2 separate regions of the Rattus norvegicus genome follow, and region 1 is linked to region 2. The links are chromatin contacts, called in public Hi-C maps. All regions are on one chromosome and are shown on one strand. Each heading gives the region's core, a stretch centred on a gene start, on an enhancer-like site or on the middle of the called end of the contact. The rest is flanking DNA. Distances are from core to core; before and after follow the strand shown.

Region 1 (7,899 bases), core at 59-2,558, 130 kb after region 2:
CTCTCTCCTGAGGCCCACTGGCTTCCTCGCAGCCACATTTCCCATTCAGGCTTCATCTTTTCCCAGTTGATTTTGTTCTTGCCTCAAAGACCTCCAAAAATCATTGGCTTAGATGGTAGAGATCCAGCACTGCACTGTAGACCTCCAAAAATCATTGCAAATGCCAGCTAGCGATACAGTAATACAGTATATGGTATTGTAGATACCATCCCCAAAATGTGGGTACTTGGTGCTGCAACGTAGACGCAACGCTCTGGCGCGTAGATGCCTTGGAAAACAGACCAAATCCTGCATCATAGACAGATGCCGACTTTCGTCCCTGAGTGAAGTTAGACAGGGAGTTAAGGAGGCTCATGGCTTTGTGGTTTTGTAGCTGAGAGAGGGCCTGGAGCTCACGGTTGCTGGCCCATTGCTCTAGTCACGTGGCCCTAGAGTTGGTCTCCAGTGCTTTCCTGTATTGATGCGGTACCCACACTCTTGAGGATGGGAACCACATTGCTCTGATTTAGCAGAGCAAGGGGTCTGCCTGGATGCTCACAACAACTAAGAAAACAGCGCCCTTGTGTGCCACACCCCAGCATCAAACTTTACCCTGAGCAGCCTCCCTTCAGTTTCCCAGCAATACTGTCCCCACTTGAAACTTAGGCTCAGGAAATGGAGCCTTAAAGCTTGGACTTAGAAGGACAAATTGGAGCCTACAGGACACAGGACAGGACGGTATCCCAGTATACTCAGCCACCCACTCCTCTCTCTCAGGTTCTGCCCAGTGTCAGGCCCTGTGCTGCAGAGAAGTTCTGAACTGGCCTCATGGTGGTGGGAAGCTAGGCACAGAGCAGAAAAGCAACTAACCTCATACCTCATAGCCCCTCTGTGGCACAGCCAGACTCTAACCGTCCACACGGAGACAGTCAAGATGGAGATTGGAGGAAGGCTGCCCCCCAGTACCTAAGTTACCAGGTGGGGAAACTGAGGCAGCTATGTGTGGCAGTTGGGCACTGTCGATAGCCATAGGTGGCAACTGCTCAAAATCAATACCAGAGGTATTTTTGGAGCTGTGAGTTACCCCTAGAAACTCACAGAGGTAATGACCAGCCCAGGGTCATGCAGCACATTGGAAGGCACATCAGACCCAATGGGCCTCCTCCCATGCTGGCATGAGGAGGCCACCAAGGAGAAGAAAGGAGAGAGGCTGTCTTCCAGGCAGACTCCTTATGGCTGGCAATCACGTCATCGGCTGGGACACCACCGCCCCCGGAGTCACCGTCCTGTCCTTCATGACCTCATCTCTTGGCTGGGTCCCAGCACAGTGCCTAGTGCCTGGAATCAATACCTCTTGGCAGCAACCAAGTCCCTGTGTCTTCCTGCCCCACATCCCAGCACATCGACCCACAGGCTAGCTTCTGCACAGCAAGAAGTCCATGGAAATCAGTATACCCGCTCTCCTTATTTACGGCCTTGAGTCCTCCACCCAAATCCAGCTTCCTACCCTCCTCTCTAAGCTAGGCAACTTGGTTCTTTCAGCATAGACATCCCAGGTCTGCCATGTGACCCAGCTTTAGAGTCCCTGTCCTGCCCCCAGGAGGTAGTCATCATGGCACAATACCATTGAGAATCTGAGTAACAAGGAAAGATCAGAGTGGGCATTGCCTGTCATCTCTCACGCAGAGAAAGCAGGGAAGCCCGCCTCCCCTATGGCTGCTTGCAGGCAGGACTGGTTCCTAGGAAGAAGGATGGGGGGATGAGTGTGGGCTTAGGAGTAGGTCAGCAGGTGGGCACTCTTACTCAACAGAACTCATGATGACAGTTTGAGGGCAGGAGAGCAGCATGTCTCTCTCTGAGTCTCAGTTTCCCCAGCTGTATAACGGGAAGAAATTTAAGAGGGATATGGGGCAGGTGCTCAGCAGAGGTTGGGGTGCTGCTATCTTTTGAGCCCCACACGGGTGACCTCATTTTGTTTTCATGATACTTGCATGACTCTGAGTCCTTTTACTTTCCCCCATTTATGTCTAGGTAAACTCAGCCCTCCTGAGAGGCCATAAACAGAGGCCACGTGACTCATGGGTTAGAGTGGGAGTCCTCACGTAGAATCTACTGTGTTCTGCCCAGGAACACAGGGGTGTACTGATGACTGCAATTAGTCTTCTTTTGGTGTGCTGGGAGAGCCTGGGGCAAGCCCGTCTACAGACCTCAGTCTCACTCTAAAACATTATACACATGTGGTTCTGTCAGTGATCCACTGGGGATGGAGGATGAGGCATAGGATTGAGTCTTTGGAAACTTCTGGTAGGTAGGGGACTAAAGCCCAGGCTGGTAAGGCACCTTGGGGAAGAGGAGATCTGGGGCCCCACTCTGGCACTGAGGCTGTCACTGGGCTGTCCCCGTCCCAGGAAAGGTCAAACTGCCTCTGTATTTAAGACTGGGAGATAACAACTAAGCTAAGATGGAGATGGTCTGAAGCCATGGAGTGGCCTTGTCACTGGTAGGAAACCTGTGAAGGGGAAGGAACTGGACATAAAGTCAGTTATGACATCACAAGCTTCACATGGTTAGAGGGGGAAGACATCACTGGGTACTGGGCACTCAGGAGCTCAGACCTTGTTTTACAAAAAACAAACATGCCCTTGGGTTTTATTACCTAAGGTGTAGAGCCCCCTGGGAGAGAGAGGAGATTGTTACCTCCACCCTTGAGTCTGCAGTTAAGACCTTTGAGACAATGCAGATGTCATCAGGTGTGCTTTAGAGCGGTCAGTCAGGTGAGAGACATCTCTGTGAATGAGGAGCAATGGAAGGAATTGGGTTTCTTGGCTTCAGAGCCCCAGGCATTACTTCCCACAAACATTCGCAGGGCTACACCAAAATGCTTGTGACTGGGAGAGACAGGCAAGTCTGTGGGCTGGGACTTTCTCTGCCTGTAGTCTGACTGGAGGAGGAAGGTAGCCCTGGCTGAGTAAGGGCTTTTCCCAAGCTCTAGTTTCTCAGAAAGGGGTAGACTACCTTGGAAAATCTTCTATTTCTGCATTCACACACCCATTCCTATCTCTCTGACACTTTCCCACCCACCCATCTACCTATGCATGAATCTACTGGAGAATCCACCCACACATCCGTAGGGTCTGCCAGCCACCCATTTACCTTCAAACACACCCACTCATGCATTCATGCATGCATCCATACCTTCATCCTGCCCATGCTTCTCATGCATCCATTTGTCCATTCATCTGCCCATATAGGTATATGTATGCATGCATCCAGACGTTTAATAGTAGGCTGGCGACTGTGGTAGAAGCAGACACTATTGCTATTGCATGAATCACCCACCAAGTGGGAGCACGCATAAACAGCCACCCAGGGGGATGGAGAGCAAGATGGACATCCTGCTGGTGGAGATGGGACCTAGACCTCAGATAGGATGATTTTGATGACTGTGGGTCAGGAAAGGGCAGGGCAGTCCCTGACCTTGGAAGAGGGAGTAGAGCAACTCATAATGGGGTCAGATTGGTTTACCATCTTTTTGGCATTGGGGATAGCATAGCTAGACAGGAGTCCTGAGTGAAGAGCCCAGCATGCTATTGTAAGAGGGTGGAAAGGCAGCAAGTGAGTTGGGTTGGTCTGCCTTAGTCCCTCAAAGTAGGTGACATCCCTCACATCAGGCACAGGCAAATGTACATGCTAACATGTGGAAAGTTCTGGGCCTCTAGGGAACTTTATCAGCACCTACTTTGCCTCCCTCTCCCTCATGTCTTCCCTCTTTCTCCTCTCTCTCCCCTTCCTCCACCCCTTCCTTCTCTTCCTCCCTCCCTTCTGTTTTTCTGCACAACATAAAGGTCTTACTCTCTAACCCAGGCTAGCCTGGAAGTCATATACCCCTCCCTGATCCCCCACCCCCATGCTGAGATCCTACAGCCCACCATGACCTCCCACTTTGCCTTCTGAAGGAAGATCACTGTTTAGTGAGGGAAGACAAGAGAATTATCACTCCATGTTTCAGGGCCCATGGGATCAACATGGTCAATTAGAATAGAGCGTGCTTGGGCATAGCGATGGGATACTTGGGGGTGATTACATGACTAAAACAGGCCAGTGAGGGGCCTCCTGAGAGTGCTGCACCTGGTGGCCATCTTGCTTTCCACAGGTTGAGAAGAATGAGGAGACTCAGAGGCAAAAGGCACAGGCTGCTGGGTAACTGCAAGTGTCTGCATACTTTCCAAGTTGGAGCCCTTTACCACCCAAACAATCCTGTGGGGAAACTGAGGCCATGTGATTGGCTCAAATCTCTTGCTTGACTTGGTCAGTATTCACAACCTGTGGGGACAGCCAGAGAGCAGAGAGGTGTCCATCATCCCACAGTGCTTGTAAGGCCTCAAGGTAGCCCAGGTCCTCAGTTCACCTCCTAAGGCAGGAATTTCCCTGCTGAAGCTCCCTCTCTAATCTCATTCTGGCCTCAAGAAGTTCCTGACATCTCAAATTGTCTCCTGTCATCAGCAGACCAGGAAGAAGCACACAAGGGTTCGGACACCAAAAGAAGTGAACTAGACACTGTGTTCTTGATGCAGCCCTCTGCAGAGGGGACACTGAGACCAAAGGCTTCTGGGAGGGAACTCAGCTGAGGCTGACTGCTGGGTAGTGGCAGGTATCCTATCTTGCCATGCCTCTGTGATGGTCTCCTGGAGCTGTCCAGCTGCCCCTGGGTGTGCTCTGTCCCCTGGCCACCTTCACCAAAGGGAGTCATCTGTGCCTTCATAAAAGGATCAGAGGGCAGCTTGGGGAAGACACTAATGCAGTCCCCACTATGTTTTTTGTGTTTTGAATGAAATTCCTCTTCCCTACATGCCTTTTGGGGGAATAAAAACACAGAAACCATGCACAAGAAGTAAAGGAACCCGGGAGATGGATTGACCGTGATAATATCAAAGAGTTCATTTCAGAGCTCATTCCGGAGCTGTCAGGGGTCTGGAGGACTTGCCGTAAGCCATAAATAACCCATTTTAATAACGGGGACTTTGATTCCACTCTGGGGGCTGGAACACTTCTTGGGATTCGGGTGGCAACTTGTCAGGGCGCCAGCACGGGGTTTCTTGGGCACTTATTAAGGGATTACATATTTTGGGCATGTGCAGGTCTTCATGGTCTACTGGAAAGCCTCGCCGCTGACAATGCTATGACCCACGGAGATGGAAAACAAGCCCCTCCCGCCTGAAGTTCATTGTTCGCTGGTTTCGCCCTGAATCTGATCGAAAGCTATTAATTATTTTCCCCATCTACCTGGCTTTGCAGTAGCACTGTGACTCAGGGCCAAGTCCATGGGCAGTGGTGAGATCTCGGTGTCTTGAGAAACCATGGCCCTGCCAGAGACAACTTTGGGGCCCATCATGTTTTCCCTGAAATGTACCTCTAAACACCCAGGTTCTCATCTTGCATGATCTTCAATGCCACCTCGGCAGGCAGGTCCTTTCACTGCTCTGGGAGGGACCATGATAAGCAAGGTGGCTCTGTGCTAATTTTTTTTTCCTCACACAAACAGGGATGACGACACCCGTTCCATCCAAGAGGAGCATAGGTCCTTTTGAGCCAATCAATATTTGTTGAGGCAGCTCTGTGCCCAGCCCTGCTCTGGAAACTGAAGTCCAAGCAGCACAGGTCAAATGGACACTCTCCTTAAGGCTGCCTGGCCTTGCAGCATACATCAGCGCTTTGAAATCTGTGTTCCTTGCAGAGGCAGAAGAAGAAAGGTGGGGGCAACATGGTCTATTTCCTGCATCTGAGGACTGGGACTCAGATTTGGGTCTGAGCTGCTATATACTCAGGTAAAGGATTGCATTTCTCAGCCTTTCTTGCAGGTGTGGCAGACCAGTGCTGCCCAGGGAGTTCTAGGCAGAAGTTGCTGGAAGGACTTCTTGGAGACCCTGTTTGTTGCCTGTTGCCTTATTTGCTCTTCTTTCTAGTTTGAATGTAGATGTGGTGACTGGAACTCTGTGGCTTTCTTGGAACGTGGGGCACCTGGAAGAGGCAGAGCCCAAGGCAGTGGAACCCACAGCCCAGACCATGTGCTGGAGCAACGGAGAAGGTCCAGCTTATGTGGATCCTGGCTTTTCGTTGTGAGAAAGGAAAACCATCCTCCTCTTTTGAGTCGGTGCTGTTTAGGTGTTCTGTGCAGTTTGCTAGCCCCACAGATAACCACAGAGACAAACAAAAACATGGGCACAGTGGAGTTTTAAAAAAGACCGACAGTAAATGAGATGTGCACGAGAATGCTCACACCCACACGGCTACAGAGCCCTGTAGGGCACAGCATTGGAACTCCACCTGCAGCTTTGGCCTTGACCTTTGAAGCGTCCACAGATTATTAAAAGAAGACAAACCAGAGCTGGCATAATTGCCATTATTCCCAGAGACAGTCATAGGTTTTATGGCACCGATTTTTTGACTGTGCTGCAAGTGAAAATTTCCCCAGTTCTTGGTATAAAGTGGGCATTTGATGCATGTTGGTGGACAGCAGTGTTGTTGCTCCTGCTCGTGAAGACTATTTCCCCTTAGTCCTCTTGGAATGACCCATATCTGCATGCAATTCCCTTGCCCTTGTGCCTGAGAGTGTCACCCATGGCAAGGACACCTTTTGTAAATTCTTCAATCCACCCCAAATTCAAGGGTTGGATCCCTTTCTCCATCCATCTCCTCTGGGTCATTCTGTTAGTTCCTTCTCCTGGATCTTGAAACTCAGACATGCTTAGGTGACTTGCACCTGAGAGCAAAGCTTAAACTCCATCCTGTTTCTTTTTTCTATTCATTGACAAACTTCTGACAACCTAGTCATACGTGGCTACTGCCCCCTCTGAGTCTTCCATAGTCTGGATTCATTTCGAGACCCAGAAGGACTGTCAACAGTTCTTACAGCCCTCGGGCCATCATGCATACATGCATTCAAGCATCCATTCATCCTTGGGCACTGGTCACTTACATTAGGCTGCTGGATACAGCGGTGTCCAGGCAGAGTCCTACCTTCATGGAGTAGCTGGGGAGATATGCAGATGCATGTGCATGGTACACTTCATGTCTGAACTGTGGGGAAAAACAATGGGGCAGGAGACACAGATGGCAGAGTGAGGGACTGTGTCCTGGAAAGTAGTCAAGAAGACCTCACCAACAGGGATGAGGAATGGAACTTGGGGACCCCCTGAAGGGATGTATCCCAAACAGTGGGAACAACCAGTGGAAAGACACTCAGGTGGACTTGGCGTGGGAGGACCAAATGGCTGAGCCTCAGCAGGGACTGATGAAGGAAGGAGGTGATGGCCTTAGGGAGCTGACAGAAAGTCAGAGTACCAAAGATAGCCTTGAAGGTTTGCAACTTGCTCAGAGAGTGATGGGGGAGTAGTGGGATCTAGTTGAAGTTTCTCTGACCTCCTAGAAAATAGGTTGCAGGAATGGAGGATGGGGGCTAGGTAGACATGGAAGGCTGGGATGATGGCTTCTCCCTGCCCCATCAGTCTTCTTTCGGCATCTTTGTCCATCTTCCTCTGTGGTTCCACATCTCTGTGCTCCTCTGTACTTCTCCCCATCTGGCCTCAGAGGCTCTCCTCTTAGTCTCTCTGGCCTCTTCACCTCCAGTCTCTCCTGCTAGCCTGTCTCCTACTCAACTTTACCCTCTGTTTCAGCCATTCTTCAACATCCAGACTCTACACTGGCTGGGCGGTTCCTGCTCCAACCCCTTTTGCATCCTCAGCCTCGCCTGCTCCTGTCCCATGTCAGGGTACAGGGCCACCCTTACTCCCATTATTGGCACACTGGTTTCTTTGCTCAGAAGGCATTTCTGTGCCCCGCACACCTGGTGGATGCTGGTGTGTCCTTGAGTTGCTTAGAATGCTGTGAGAACCCACTCTCCAAGGCCATTGACTTCTACCT
Region 2 (7,268 bases), core at 4,741-7,240:
ATCCAGGCAGGCATGATGCAGGGAGAGCTGAGAGTTCTGCATCATCATCTGAAGGCTGCTAGTGGAAGACTGACTTCCAGGCAGCTGGGATGAGAGTCTTATAGCCCACACCCACAGTGACACACCTACTTCAACAAGGCCACACCTCCTGATGGCGCCGCTCCCTGGGCCAAGCATATTCAAATCACCACAGAACCCTAACATGCATTGTAGTCACTCTTTACACAGCAGTGTCACATTAGGGACTGTAACTCAGTCACAGATGATTCAGAGGGCATGGGAGGAAGCTGGGTGTGGTGGTCCATGCCTGTCACTTGGCACTGGAAGGGTAGAGGCAGGAGGATCTGGTGTTTAGGGTCATTTCTCACTGTATAAGGAATTTGAGATCAGCCTGGGTTACATGGGACCCTATCCCACATTTAAGTTACAATTAAGATTAAATTGGGTTAAGTAGGGTACACAGAAGGCTTTGGGTATGTGCTATGTAAACCCCACACCACTGCATAGAACGGGCTCCGGCCTCCATGGATTTGGACAGCACCAAGTCCTTGAGAACTGTGAAGGCAACTGTAGAATTTGCTAAACACAGGCCCAAGATGCAGCTCCTCTTCTCAGACTGGCAACACCTGTAAATGTGCAGGCAGGCAGACTTCTTCTGATGATAACATGATAAAATGATGTCATCTTCAGAGGATCATTTAGCCAGAAAGAAAATTTCTAGCTGGCCCTGTGGACCTCTCGGTCTGCAGGACCCACTGGGATGTGGAGGAGCCTGGGAGCTGGGGATAAACTCAGGTCAACAGGTGGGAGTGGGAGACATGCAAGTGGGAGAACGCCAGCTGTTACGAGAGGAGGAGCCACTGCCGTGCAAAGGTTTGCCAAGATGTGTCTTAGTTGATGATAGCATGTGATGTGAGCACACATTTCAGTGGGGAGAGGTCACAGTTACATGAACATACATCACAAAGAAGATTTGCTACACTGGTTTACACACTGTGGGATGGATAGTCCTGCAATGGCTGTGGAAAAGTCAGGATGGTAACTGCTCAGTCCCTGAAGCCAGGAACCTCAGCACTCCCAATTTGAGGCCATAGGCCTGGAGGATTGCAGAGAGCTTCTGGTCCTCAGTCCACACTGGAAGGCTAAAGAAGCTGGTTCTGATGTCAGTGAAGAGCAGTGACAGCGGCAGCGGTGGCAGCAGGAGCAGCAGCTGTAGGTTAGATGCACTAACGAACAAGAGGGGAAGACAAGCAGATAAAACCCCCACAGCCTTGGCTCGTGAGATGGCTCAGTGAACAGAGGCACTTACCACTAAGCCGCATGTCCTAAGCTTGATCTTGGACACTCACATGGTGGAAGGAAAAAACTGATTCCTGCAAGTTGTTCTCTGACCTGCACACGTATTCTGTAACATGGATGCCCATATGTTCTCTCTCTCTCATACACACACACACACACACACACACACACACACACACACACGGGGGGGGGGAAGGGAGGAAGGGAGGGAAGAAAGGAGGGAGGGAGGGGAGAGAGAGGGGGAGAGAGAGAGCGCGCAAGAAATGGTGTGTGTGCGTGTGTTTGTGTGTGCATGCGTGTGTGTGTGTGCGCGTGTGCGTATGTATGTGCGTGTGTGTGTGTGTGTGTGTGTGTGTGTGTGTGTGTGTGTGTAAGTCAGCTTTTTTCTTTGGGCCTCCTTATATTAGGCTGCCTCCAGAAGACTCCATCTACTCTGGGAGAGAACTTTCTCTGCCTCTATTAGTCTTTCTTGCTGACCCTCTCAGAGGTGAGTCTTCAACATTCAGTGAAATTGGCAACCAAGATAAACCATAATAGAAGTGAGTCAGTAAGAAGTGACTGGTGCTATTCTCCAGGGGACTGGAGTTCAAGCATATGCCCTCACTCTCCCAGCCTTGGTTCCCATTCCTCAAGAATAGGCCGGAAGATCAGACAGGACAGGATGAGGTGCACAGGCAAGGGTGATGGTGGACCCTAAAAGGCAGAAGCTGCCTCTGAGGGTCCAGGCTCTTCCCACCCCACCCTGCTCCTGCCTGTTTTGGAGGCTATGGCAGGTTGGCTTCTCTGAATAGCAAAGTGTTATGAGGGTGGATGGGTGGGAGGATGTGTAACTGAGTGGAGACAGCCACTAAACTCAATGCAAGTTAAGGCCGCCTTTCTGAAGGCTGCTTCCATGGAAAAGCAACAATTTAAACAAGGAGATAAAGATCTTGGGGTCCCCAGTAGCAGCAAGATGCCATCTAGGGAGAGTTGTGCTGCAACCCATTAATGCTCAACAGGCTCCAAGTGCCAACTGAGGGACCGTTGAGGTGGTCAGCAAGTGCTACAGACAGGAAACTTTTGAAGTGTCTTAGGACTGCCATTCTGTCATGAAGCCAGCCTGCAGAAAGGAGGCCACCGGCCATTGGTGACAGCTGCAAGTTTTTTGGAGGCAGCTGGCAGCTGCAGGAACCAATGCTCCCATGCCACTCAGGTGTGGTATCTTGGAGGCTACGTCTCAGGCTCCGTGGGTCCCCAATGTGTCTGTCTTTGGCAAGACCTCAAATTGGCCGTCCTTCTTCAAAGAGCATCCGATGCCAGGCCCCTGGTGGAGTGAGTGGGAGTCCTCTGGAAACCAGCCTTTTTATTCTGAGATGAGCTTCAAGGAGAAACTATCCCCTCCAGAGTTCCTCCACACAGCAACAGGGACAGCTGAGCTCCGATTGGTTGAAAACATGTACACGCAAATAAGGTACAAAATGGGGGCCAATCAGCGTACAGCTGTCAAACCCAGAGGAGAAAGAGAAAGCCTTCCCAGACTTAAAGTGTTCTTAATTAGGTCGACAGGTCCCACGTCCCTCACCATGATGTTAAGGAAGTGGGCACTGAGCTGTCAAACCTAGTTTCCTCAGTTTCTGGTTGCTATAGCAATGCTCTGATCACCTTTGCACCAGAAACTGCTGCAATGTCCAGGAGCCAATCGTTGCTGCCGTTGCTATGGCAACGTTGCTAAGGCAACAGTGTGCTCCTTGAGGATCTGCAGCCTGCTTCCCTGCCTCAGGTGTATTTGGCTCTCTTCTTGTCAGTTCAGTCTGGGGCGGGCAGGCTGTCAATCAGCAGTGCCACCAGCTTAGACTTGCTTGAGCTTGGTAGCTGTCAGAAAGCTCCGTATGGGAGCCCCTGCAACCCCTACCCCCTAAACATTGCACAGAAAATTCTGTACTCAGATTGGGGTAGTTGTGGTGGTGGTGATGGCGGTGGTGCTGGTGCTGACGTTGCTGATGGTATCAAACCCATGCTAAGTCCAGTACTCTACCATGGAGCTACACCTGCATTTCTTGCTCATTGTAATTAAAAGGTAAAGTGAATGGTGTGAAAGGGAAAGAATAATAAACATACAATGTTCAGTAAGTCCATGTCCTATCACGACGACGACATTATAAAGTGAAAAGCCACCTCTTTGAAGCAGCCTTCTGTGGTTGCTGTGAACCTGGGCCTCGGAGCCTCAGCTTGTACACTTTGCAATAATACATGTAGAACTTATGATTTTTGTGTCCTTTTTAAAAGATCTGCCCCTCCTGAGAGCTGGAGAAATGACTTGGTGGTTAAGAGCACTTGCTGCTATTGCAGAAGGCCTGGCATTAAATTCCTAGCGTCCACATGGTGGCTAACAACTCCAATTCCAGGGGATCTGATGCTCTTTCCTGGCTTCTGTGGACATTGCATACATACGTGGTACATAGACGTAAACAAAGGCAAAAACCCATATGTGTTTTGAAAAGCAAATGCTTGGTTTCTCCCACTAGCCCTTGGGTTTGGCTGAGGCTCTCTGCTCTGTCTACTGCATGCACAGCTTTGGCCCTGTTGCTGGGTCTTAACGGATGTGCTAGACTGCCATAACAAAGAGGCCCTCAAGTCGAACCACTCAAATCACACAGCTCGTTCTCACATCTGTGACCTTGCAGACAGGTGGTTCAGCCTGCTGTGAGAGTCTGAAGAGATTCACAGTCTCCAGTGTTCCTCAGACTACCTCCTTCCTCAGTCACAAAAACCAAACCTAGCTCATGCTGTTAGACTAACTTTGCTCTCTTGGGCCTCAGCTGCTAGGTGCTGAATGCTCTGACTCGTTCTCCTAACCTGATGCTTACCTGTGCAGCTTCCCAACCTCCAGAGCGAGTCTCCTGAGACCAGCCTCATGTGTTTGTGTGTCTCTTGTGTGTTTGCCTTAAGTTTTATGCATTTATCCACACCCTTGATATTTGGGAAAGTGACTTCGCCTTCATTATTTTGCCCCAGTTTCTCTTGTATAAAATGGGGAAAATTTTGCCTTCCAGGGTTGTTTAGAGTTCAGTGTGAATGAGGCTTTGGGGACTGACTTAGCACTATGTTACTGACTGGCACTCAGTAAGAGCTGATGTTATCTTTGGAGTTTTTCAGCTTCCCCAGAAGGTGCACAGTCAACATCACCTCATTCATCTCTAGATGTAGCACTGAAAGTCCAGGAAATAGATTCAACCTTCCAAGTCCAGGGTGCTGGCAGATGGCCCAGGCTGGGCTGAATACAGGCTGAATTCCTCATTGTACCAGAGGAATCAGGAAGACTCCCCTCCCAGTTTGTAATAACCAAATGCTGCTCCTTCTTTCTCTCAAGCCCATAGCAGCTTTGACTCATAAGTCCACTGTCTGATTTACTACAGTTCAAGCTCTGTAACTCCTAGCACATAGGCTAGGTCACATGGTGTAGAAACTCCCGCAAACTTCTTTTTTTTTTTTTTTAAGATTTATTTATTTATTATATATAAGTACACTATCTTCAGACACACCAGAAGAGGGCATCAGATCTCATTACGGATGGTTGTGAGCCACCATGTGGTTGCTGGGAATTGAACTCAGGACCTCGGGAAGAGCAGTCAGTACTCTTAAACACCGAGCCATCTCTCCAGCCCCCTCCCGCAAACTTCTAAGAACAATGAATTGCCTTTGTCCCCTGAACTGAAGGCAGTGTCTTCTCCAGATCAGCCCCACTACCCATGGCTGGTAGTAATTCCTGACTGACCTCACACTCCTACAGACAATTTTTTCCCCATCTCATCTTTGAAAATCTATATCCTGTTTTCTGAAAATTATCTAACAGTAGACACATCAGAGGCATTCTTCCAAACTGTCAGCCCACATTAGGACTTGGCTGGCAAATACATGCTGTTGGTGCTCATGCCAGAGAGACTGAGTTCAATCCTTGGAACTTACACAAAGGTGGAGGGGAAAACTTGTCCGACCAGAGCTGACTTCCGGATCTTCACATATGCATTGTGGCATGTGCCTCATGCCCCAAAAATCAAAACAACAAATGTTGCGGGTTCCCTTCACACGAACCTGTGGCTCCTGGGCTCCCAGCTGCCATGTTAGTCCCTAGCTGCTCCTCTGGTCAGCTGCTCCTGTTTGGTTGATGAGGACAGCTGGACCAACAGAGGTCCATTGTCTCTTCTTCTGACCTCCATTGTTGGGGCCTCCCAGGCTCCAGCCATTACAGACAGCCCCAGCTGTCGGTCAGCTTCCAGGTTCAGGGTATAGGGGAATAGAGACAGGAGAAATGTTCAGTTATACACGACTGGACCAGACCTGATCTACAATAGGGAAACAGGTTCAGGGCATTTTATGATTAAGTGGGAAGTGCTTATACCATGGTGAAATGGCCACAGATAGTACAGGAATGGAAGGCTGCACTCCAGGAAAGAACATATAGCAGGGCTGATAGGCCCAGAACAGACATCTCACCACCACACAGTGCAGGGAAGCCAAAGAACTCATCAACTAAGCAAGTATCTATTTCTACCCTGGGAATAAGGGCGGAGCTGCGCATAACCACGCCCCCCAGGCGGCACTCCATTGGGTGCGTCTCCTTGGCCGGCGCGGTCCGGTTGTCTGTGACGCAGCCGCAGGCCAGAACTCCACCCCCAGCTCCCAGCGCTATGGAGGCGTGTTCTGCGTAGGCCCTCCCCGCTACACCCCTCCCAACCCTCCCCGTGCGGAGTGGTGTCCAGAGCAGGCAGGGCCGGCTGCGGGATGTGAGTGTGCGGGTTCGCGCGTGGGACCAAGCATGGGTTCTGGGGATCCCCGTGGGCACGGCGGGACAGTAGGAGGAGGGCAGGGTGACCGTGCGGGTGAACGGTGGGTCTCCCTTCCGCAGGGCACCGCGGTGGGCTGCAGGGCTGCGACGAGGGCACAGCCTCCTGCAATCGCGGTCTACGCACTACTTCCCCCACCCCACCCCCTGCGCGTTTTGTTCCCAGCAACACAGATGCGTGAGCTAACTCGTGTGACAGCCACATTCCAGCCCTCTACACCCTACACCCCGCCTTCCCCCGTACAGGCCTTGGGCCTTGGCGCCAGTAACTCCTGAATACACCTGGCACTGGCATGTGACCTTGGGCACACCTGGTTCCCAGAGCTGCTGTGAGGACTGTGTTGGAAGCTGGTTTAGTCAAAGCCAGCCAGGGTTCAGGAAGGAGCTGTTTTCATTCCTGTTGGTTGTTAAGTGACCTGGTGTGAGTGGGGAGGGGGAGACTCTTTCCACAAGGAAGCTGTTGTCTATATCTGCGTCTCTTCTGCACGTTGAAGGCCTCACGCAACACAGCTGTACCAGCATGTACCAGAGAAACGCTGGCCCATCGTGTACTCTCCACGTTACAACATCACCTTCATGGGCCTAGAGAAGCTGCACCCCTTTGATGCTGGGAAATGGGGCAAGGTGATCAACTTCCTGAAAGGTAAGAGCCCCCCAAGACTGGCATCCACTTCCTCCATTTCCCTGTTCTCACCACCTCCTCAGACTTGTATCTACCTTCTCCATTTTTTCCTTCTTCAGGTCCTCATCACCCCCCTCGGTCCTGCATCTGCCTCCTCCATCCCTGTATTCATCACATTCTTATCTGCTTTCAGCCCCCAGACTGCCTCTGCCCTGCTGTTAAAGGGTCTTTCCAGACAGGCTGCCAAGCAAGAAGGGCCCTGTCTTGTATTCCCACCAGTTAGATCTAGTCCCTGTCTCCCCCCCTAAAAATCTAGAGCAAGCTCCTAGCTCTGCGTTGTGCAGAAAATAGGATCAAATTAGACATTATAACACAGCTGTTTCTGTTGGGCTTGTTTTTGTTCCTCTGGTGACCTCCTATCTACAGCAAGTGGTACAGCTTTTCCCTCCGCTGTAGGGACCGACCTGAACATCCAAAGGAAATCACGGACTAGAAAGCACACAGGTGACGCATGGTGTTATTGTA

What was found. Hi-C and Micro-C count contacts between places; a contact is called where the count stands out from the background.
Region 1: a contact with region 2 is called in a Hi-C map of hepatocytes, with 1.8 times the contacts expected there. The contact joins the enhancer-like site here to the promoter of Hdac11 in region 2. A contact is called at or near these places in 12 of 12 Hi-C or Micro-C datasets (the A7r5 cell line, the Rat2 cell line, Schwann cells and 7 more) and 1 of 1 datasets of contacts at active chromatin or transcription factors (oligodendrocytes).

Annotation. Positions count from the first base shown.
Region 1 is chr4:125,337,828-125,345,726 of GRCr8, forward strand. No RefSeq gene overlaps it. Among named protein-coding and RNA genes, the nearest start is that of Fbln2, 80 kb to the left of the region's middle. Within about 2 kb of position 1,309, at least 3 of the 93 cell types and tissues checked have an H3K27ac peak or open chromatin away from gene starts, as enhancers often do. A contact at or near this core is called in hepatocytes and liver, where this site is marked.
Region 2 is chr4:125,201,338-125,208,605 of GRCr8, forward strand. It overlaps Hdac11 (histone deacetylase 11), which reads left to right and starts at 5,991. Exons shown (of 10, transcript NM_001106610.2): 1 at 5,991-6,062; 2 at 6,616-6,764. The coding sequence starts at 6,061. It overlaps LOC134486816 (a long non-coding RNA gene), which reads right to left and starts at 5,936. Exons shown (of 3, transcript XR_010066213.1): 1 at 5,678-5,936; 2 at 5,371-5,548.